Linked DNA regions of Rattus norvegicus: region 2 is linked to region 1. A link is a contact called in public Hi-C data. All regions are on one chromosome and are shown on one strand. The core of a region is the stretch at or near the end of the contact, and the rest is flanking DNA. Distances in the headings are between cores, read along the strand shown. Region 1 has its middle 53 kb from the start of Xkr5. Region 2 overlaps Mcph1 (microcephalin 1).

Evidence for each region. A called contact is a pair of places that touch in the nucleus more often than the background predicts.
Region 2: a Hi-C map of liver shows a contact between it and region 1, with 2.9 times the contacts expected there. The contact joins two enhancer-like sites. A contact is called at or near these places in 3 of 12 Hi-C or Micro-C datasets (Schwann cells, liver and mammary epithelial cells).

Annotation. Positions count from the first base shown.
Region 1 is chr16:77,628,970-77,632,745 of GRCr8, reverse strand. No RefSeq gene overlaps it. Among named protein-coding and RNA genes, the nearest start is that of Xkr5, 53 kb to the right of the region's middle. Within about 2 kb of position 2,160, at least 17 of the 93 cell types and tissues checked have an H3K27ac peak or open chromatin away from gene starts, as enhancers often do. A contact at or near this core is called in liver, where this site is marked.
Region 2 is chr16:77,780,019-77,783,794 of GRCr8, reverse strand. The region is part of intron 12 of Mcph1 (microcephalin 1); the gene reads left to right. Among named protein-coding and RNA genes, the nearest start is that of Angpt2, 8.9 kb to the left of the region's middle. Within about 2 kb of position 1,759, at least 6 of the 93 cell types and tissues checked have an H3K27ac peak or open chromatin away from gene starts, as enhancers often do. A contact at or near this core is called in liver, where this site is marked.

The DNA of each region.
Region 1 (3,776 bases), core at 911-3,410:
TGAAATCATGAAGGAGTCACGGAGAGCAGCTGAGGCACGGCACTGTGAGACACCAGGAAAGGTCATTGGCGAGAGTGCAGCCCAGTTGTGGCAGAAGACCCCAGCATTTTGGAGATGACAGTACTTAGGATGAGCACCAAGGACAACAGCCGCGGTGGAGTGGAGCCACTGAAGCCTAGAAGACGAGGGTGCAGCTGGAGAAGCGACCCATGCCCTTCCAGGGCGCCTAAAAAATGGTGAGTGGATCCCAGACATTAGACACCGAGTTATTTACACAGTTGGAGAGTGGTTTTGCTTTGATCTGATTGTGAGCATGCCCTGGTTCTTCCTTCTCGAAGTAAGAAAGTCTTTATTTTTTATTTTTACAGGCACCCAAAGTTAAGAGACTAAATTTCAAAGGGGGTTTTATGTTTTAAAAGAGACTTTGGACTTTTAGACAGACTGAATTTTAAAGTTTTTGTACTTGTAAACACTGGGATCCTGTAAGGTTAGGAAACGTTCTATATACTGTGATAGTTACATTGTTACGATGTGTGGTCTTGAAAGGAAAGGTTGTGGCTTAACAGTGATGTTTATGTCAACTTGACAACGGATTGGTTGGGCTGGCTTATTTAATGTCAACTTGACACAACCTATGGTTATCAGTTAACTAAGACGAGGAGTAAGGGAGCTGCAGAGCTGTGTGTGTCCTGCAGGCTGTGTCACTCGGTCACAGCCTCCAGAGCTGTAAGGTGAGGCTGCCTCAGGTGGAGTTAGTTGCCTTTGTGACCACTGCTGAGCTGACTGGACCGCAGGTGCTGTCCCTCCCCTTACAAAAGGGATTCCTGGAGGGGAGAGGGGCTCTCAGCACTCAACACCAGCTGAGACTGGCTCCTGGTGGAATTTCCCTGGATGTGAGCTGAGTTAACAGGGCAGCCAGGGTGACCCAGGAAAGATTCCCAAAACAATGGAGTCTGGTCTTTCTGTCTTCTGTCACCTGACCCGCCCTTCCCATCAAAAGACCTACAGACTAGTTCTCCTTCCGCCAAGGGAGCCTAGAACCTGGAGGTGTCCTGCCTCTAAGCTGGGTGGGAAGGAAGGGATGCTGCAGGGTTTGAAGGTTTTCCCTCTATCTGCCACCTTAGGTCAGACCTGGACTCAATCACATTCCAATGTGGCTGCCCATCCCTCATCAAAAGGGCAACAGAAACCTAAAGGATTTCCCCCACAGTCTTTGGGGCTTCATTCTCTGTGGTTCTGGCACTCATAAATCTGTCACTAAGTAAATTTATTATGTTTCTCTCTTGCCAATCTCTACTCTGTTGTGGTAGGAATGTTGGTCAGACCCTTTGTGCTGGGTAAGAAGAAGGCTCCCACCTGTTCGCTCCCACCCCCCTCCTCATCCTTGTTATTTACACTTGGGTTGGTGAGGTCTTTCACCTCAGAGGGAGGGAGGGAGGGAGAGAGGGAGGGGAAGCTGGAGATAAGACCACTCAGCCCTGTGCTTTCAGGCAGATGGGCAAAACTTGTTTTCTATCGCACAGCAGACCTTAATAGCTCCTAGGGAAACCGTCTTTGTTGTTCCTTTTCCTTTATGTCCCGGTCCTCTGTTTGTCCTGGGATGGCAGAAGCCTGATGATGCCATTTAGAAGCCTGTTCTGTGACAGATCTCTCAGCGGCCAGGCTACCCTGCGGCCCATATCATTGACCCCAGACAGAATTCACGGTAAACATGCCCAGAAAGGCAGTTTCCCCAAGGCAGTGAATGAAGCCACCTCCCCAAACCCTCTGGGGCTGCCACCAGAGGACAGCTGGTATTGAAGGGTTTACAGTCAGCCTGGTAATCATGGTGAGTGAGCCACCTTTGGCCATCTCTAGGGAAAGGCCCCTTTGTGGATGCAGAAGCAGTAAACAGCGTTGACTTCCTGTGAGGGAGAGCAGCCAATCACACAGAAAGAGAAACCGGAGAGAAGGGTCCGAGTGGAGCTCCTATGGAACGCACACCCATGAACGAGGGGCTGCTGCAAGGGCTTCAACCGGGGGGTTTCCTTTTGGGACGACTTCAAGACCAGCTTTAGGGTTCAGGACATTTTCTCCCCCACTCTGTTCGTTTTGTAGTTCTGCGTTTGGGCTTCGCTTCTAGTTTTGCAGTCGAAGTGGGATACCAACCGGGGATCTAGCACCACCTAGTGGCCGGAGGAAAAGCTGTCATCTAAGTTTTTGAATAGTTCCGGATCAATGGCTTAAACCCAAAGGCGAAACAAAAACAAAAGCAAAGCAAAGCAAAGCAAAACAAAACAAAACAAAACAAAACAAAACAAGACAAAACAAAACAAAAAACCCAAAGGCGAAAATAATACACTGGAGAGAAAAGAGCAGACCCCGTGCGTCTCACCACCGTATTCAATGAGCCCTCCCTTCTGGCGGGCACCTTTGTGGGGAGGGCACTGCTGCTCCTATCCAGCCAACTCTTCCTTCTCTAGGCTCTTTTAGGATTTTTATTTGGTTTTCTGAGTCAGAGTTTTGTTATGTAGTCCAGGTTCACCTTGACCTTGAAATCCTCTTTTCTGTGCTTTGTAAGTGCTGAGGTTGAAGGCATATGTGATTACATCCGAGTGTGGCCCACCCTTCTGTAAAAGAAGTACTTGCTCTGTTTCCTCAGGATGGTTTGAGACACACACACACACACACACACACACACACACACACACACACACACACAGATCTTAACTTTCCATCAGCTCTGCTCCTGATGGTAGAAACTCCCCAGGTCAGTGCATATATCCCTGGTAGCCAGGGAGGGATAGGGCCAGCCAGCTTGTCCCTGATCACCTGATCTTTGAGCCTCCCAGCTCCACCTGCAAAGACCAAGGCTGTGGGAATGAAGGGGGAAAGGTCCTACAATCAGAATTATCTGCATGCACAAATATCAAACTCTAGTGTCTTAGAGTAGCTCTCTTAATTCAGACACAAAGGTTGCCTTCTGGAGAACGCAAGATTACTCCTTTCTCAAGGACACATGGCGTAGGGATTTAGTGGTTATTTTGTGGGGGGAAAATGCTTATATGATCTGCTCGGGTGCCAGGCAAAAGAGAGTCACAAGAGACACAGCTGAGTGGACAGAACTGCAGAGAGAAGAGTAATCGCAGAGCCCAGCGTTTGAGTCCTGCTGCATCGGGGTGGGTACAGAAGCCATAGACATTTGAGACACATCTCACAGAAATCCACAGTCCTGCTAGCATCCTTTTGGCTCCCTAGAATGCACAAGATTACATGCAGCAAGATTTTTAAGAAGGCCTGGAGAAGAGGTCCGTTAGGGCATGCTGCTGAAGGTGATGACAGACCCTTGAAAGCAGGAAGTCCATGCATCATGTCCACGAAGCAGACTGTGATTCTCGGGGCTTCTGCACAAATGTGTTCTCTCTCGATATTCACGTCTGAAGACAACGCAAGTCACTCGTTCAAGGAACCAAATGCAGATCTTAAGCAGGCTCGTTTTCCTGAAAAGGAAACGGTCATCTTTAGGCTCAGATCGGGAACTCTTTCCCTGGGAGATATAAATGGGCATCCTCTCCTTTGAGGTTGTCCATGACAAGCCAAAGCGCTGCTCCAACATGGGGAACCAATAAGATTACTGGGCTTACTTACGGAGATAGATGAGGGGTTATTGGGAGGAGCTCCACACCATGGGAAGTCTTGCTCCAACATGCACTGTGACTCCCTTAGCTGAATAGATGGAGCCTACCCACTTCCAGTAAACTTCCACATGTCATAAACACTAATGCCACCTGAGACAG
Region 2 (3,776 bases), core at 510-3,009, 150 kb before region 1:
CACCACAAATTCCTCAAATTTTTAGGAAGATTTCAGTTTATATAATTATCCTGTTGTATAAAGTTATCTCAAACACTGTTTGATTTTTAAATATTTTCATTCTAATATTTTCTTGTGGAATATTTTATCTCTCCTTCTGAAAAAACAAGTGTCCAAAAGGTCCATACAGGAGTCCCAGCTCCGAGAAGACAGTGAGTTCCGTTCTCCGGTGGTGAGTGAGGGCTGACCTGACACGCCTGCTTTCCTCTCTGGTGGGACGCACTGTGTAAAGGACCCGTGTGCTAGCCGTAGCTGCTTCACCCATGACCTCAACTAAGTCCTAGCGTTGACACAGTACTTGATGTTTTGAAGTGGGTTTACTAGCTAAAATTTTACATTGACTGTTCCTAAGTCCATTCTGACACACTTTCAAGAGTTGGAACCTACCAAGAACTGTGTCCAGCCTCCATAGCCATTCTAGTGAACTGTCTGCATCTCTCACAGACTAGTTTTCACTTGGAAGTGGCTTAATGCCATCTAGATTAATCTTCCTTTAATATAAATTTATAAATGTTTATCTTAATTATTGAGAAACTTTTAAAAGGAAATAAAAATGTCATAAAGAGTATTCCCATTTAGATATATTATCTCTCTTGGTTATAAGTTAACATAAATAAATGGCTTATGTCAAGGTTATTTTTTAAAAAATGCACATGACCCTCATTTTGTATTCCCGTCCATCTGGCTGCGTTAATATGAAAACTCTTGTCTGTGGGAACTTACATTCCATTATGGACTTACATGGACAAAAGTCATTTTTGAAAAACTTTAGCATAACTTTGACAAATAGTTGAGAATAAAAGTTACAGTCAAGCTTATGAACAGTTACGATGCTCTGCTTAGGTAAAGGACCCTCTGCTGTCCTTGTCCCGGCACGGATCCAGTTGTCTCTTGGTGGCCAGGTTTTCCTGGTTATCTTCCTGTATACTCTGTGCCTTTCTTTCAAACTCTGCCTTAAGCCCCTGATCTGGCACTCACTACCACATCTGCCATAGGTTTCCATTCCAGGAAGGGCACAAGTCAACAAAAGGTGACCAAAAAGAGGAAATACAAGGAAACCAACTGGACAAAGACCACACAGAGGGCGTGGTTACAGCACTACTGGGATACAACGCTGCTCATATCCGACTCCCTCGAGGGGAAAATGCAGCACTGCTTTTAAAGCCTAGAATGCTAACTAGTCTAATAGGATTACAGAAAAGAGATTGTACACTTTCCTCCAAAACCCCTGATGCCTTTAAATGACCTTATATGTTTTAGTCTGTACGCCACAAAGTCTTGTTTGGATACAGTAAAAAATTAGGCCCACAGAACAGTGCAAGAAACTGTACCTATTACAAAATGCTAGTATTAAACCCACTATTAATACTCACCTGCTCCCTCTACTGGTCTCCTAAGAAGTGACCGACAGAACTGTCATTGACGTCATTAGTAGGAACGCTAAAGCAGTTTAAGGGGTAGGTCAGCTTCACCTGGTAAGTGACCTGGATGCTGTTAGTCATAGTGCAAAGTAGCACAGCACAGACAGAGCGTTCACATCGGTGCATGCGGGCTCATGTGTGTAGTGTGCACAGCTCGAGCCATGTGGCTCTGTGACGGAAGTCTGTGTTGTCAGTCTTCAAGAGTCGAGTTTGGGGTCCAGCTGCCTGAAGCAAGACTCCACTCTAGTGAACCTGAGTGGTGCTGTGCCAAAGGCATTGCTTGGCGGCACCAATGGTGAACTTCATGCCCCCAGGAACGTCCTGAAAGCAGGTGAAGGCTAACCGGACTGCTGGAATGCCTTCAGTGTTGACTTTGATCCCAACTATTTGCTTAGTCAAAAAGTTGACTTGGCTATTTGCTTGGCTATTTGCCAAGCCCAACCTGCCCCATAGAGCAACCTAAACTGAGATCAGCTACAAACCACACTGATAAAGTTATTTTGAAATGAAAAAAAGACACAAATTGTATCGGCATTAAGAGCGCATAACCGTAGCTGAAGAAAGGGATGGAGAGGGGATTGATTTACAGTGCAGCCAGCCCAGCAGTCAGACCCTGGCCACCTGTGGAGAGTTTAAAGCAGTGGAGTAGTAACCCACTCTGATCTGGGAAGTACCTGGGTAAAGTATGGAAAGGGAGTGAAAGGGGGTAGAGTCAGGGAGGCCAAAGACACCGCTGAGGTCCCTCAGGGCAGACATGGCGGCCTGAGCTTGCAGTGTTAATGTGAGGCTTACAGAGGACAAGAGAAAGGAGGCATCAGTGTGAGTGACTGCTGTGAGGAGATTGGGACTGGGGATGTTTGTCACCTGAAACAATTAGGATGCTGATTAGGAGGTGTAAACCACTTGCTAAGTGCTTGCCTGCTGTGAGCAAAGCCCTGAGTTGCATCCCCAGGAGCATAGTGTGTCTGTTGGGGAGAATGAGGAGTAAGAGGGAAACATCTTTAAATGCTGGAGTCACTTCCATAGCATATGATAAGACAATAATAAACTATCAGACATATCTAGTACGGGGGAAGGTGGGAGCACAGCCGTGATAATTTTTCTCAAGCCACCCTCTGCTGGTGATGTCAGTTCTCCCCATCCCAGGTTTGGTAAAAGCTGGTGAGGATTCTTTCTGTACCTTCACCACAGCTCTCAAGATAACTTGATAGTTTCTTAATAAGGCAGCCAAGAGCTCGCAGACAAAAGTAATAAGGACCCAAGCAGTCCTGTGCCACGGGGAAAGCCAGCAGACAGAAGAAATAACAAAGCAGCACACAGAGCCTTCACGGGGCAAGCTCACAGATGCATTTTCACAGCATCCCTGTGCTCCCGCTAGAGCCATCTCTCAGGCTGCTACTTACACACCACGGTCTCGGATCTCCCAGTCAATGCTAACCTCCGTAAGCAGCCTTAACCGGTGTCCTTATGTGACATGCATAAAAAGAAGCTGTCCCGTACTCAGAGTGCCGTAGCCAGCGTTTCTTATGCTCAGTACTAAAACTAATCCCATCAACGGTCCTTCACCGAAGGCACGCAGGGTAGACTGTGGCTTCTGGCATGCTATCCCTTGCTATCGTTTCTGCTCTAGGAGAAATAGGCAAGAAAGGAAAAAAAAAAAAAAGACACAGTCCAATTGGTAAAAAAGTAAAAGGGCCCAAGGGGTATTGCGTATGACTCAACGTAGACTCCAGATGTCGTGTGCATGATGCATTACGTAGCCTTATACCTTTGCACTAATTTGTCATTTGTGGTTCCTTGGTAAGGGTTGGATAGTAGTACCTCTAAATCAAGTAGAAATCCTTTCCTCAAGGGCTTCAGAATGTCACCTTATTTGCAGCTGTGGTGATTCGGGTATATCGAATGAAGCTGGAGTAATACTGAAATAGTGTGGCCCTTATTCAGTATGGCCAGTACCTTTTAAAAAGATGCTCATGGAGAGACAGAGACATCCTCTGAAGATGCCGTGTGACCCTGGAGGCAGAGACCAGGTAATAACACTCCAAGAAAGCCACCGGCTTCCAGAGACCTGGGAGAGACCAGAATAGATACCATCCTAAGTCATCCCATGGGGGGCCATCTCTACCAACACCTCGGCCTTGGGCATTCTGGCCTGCAAAGCCACGTGCACACGAATTCCTGTTCCTTAAGCTCCTCAGTTTTGTGGCTGTGGTGATTGAGCTGTTGAACTAATACAGCATCAAAAACAACTCATATTAGGAAGGACATTACCATGTGCTTCCACCAAACTAGCCACTTGATTCTCATGTTTAACCT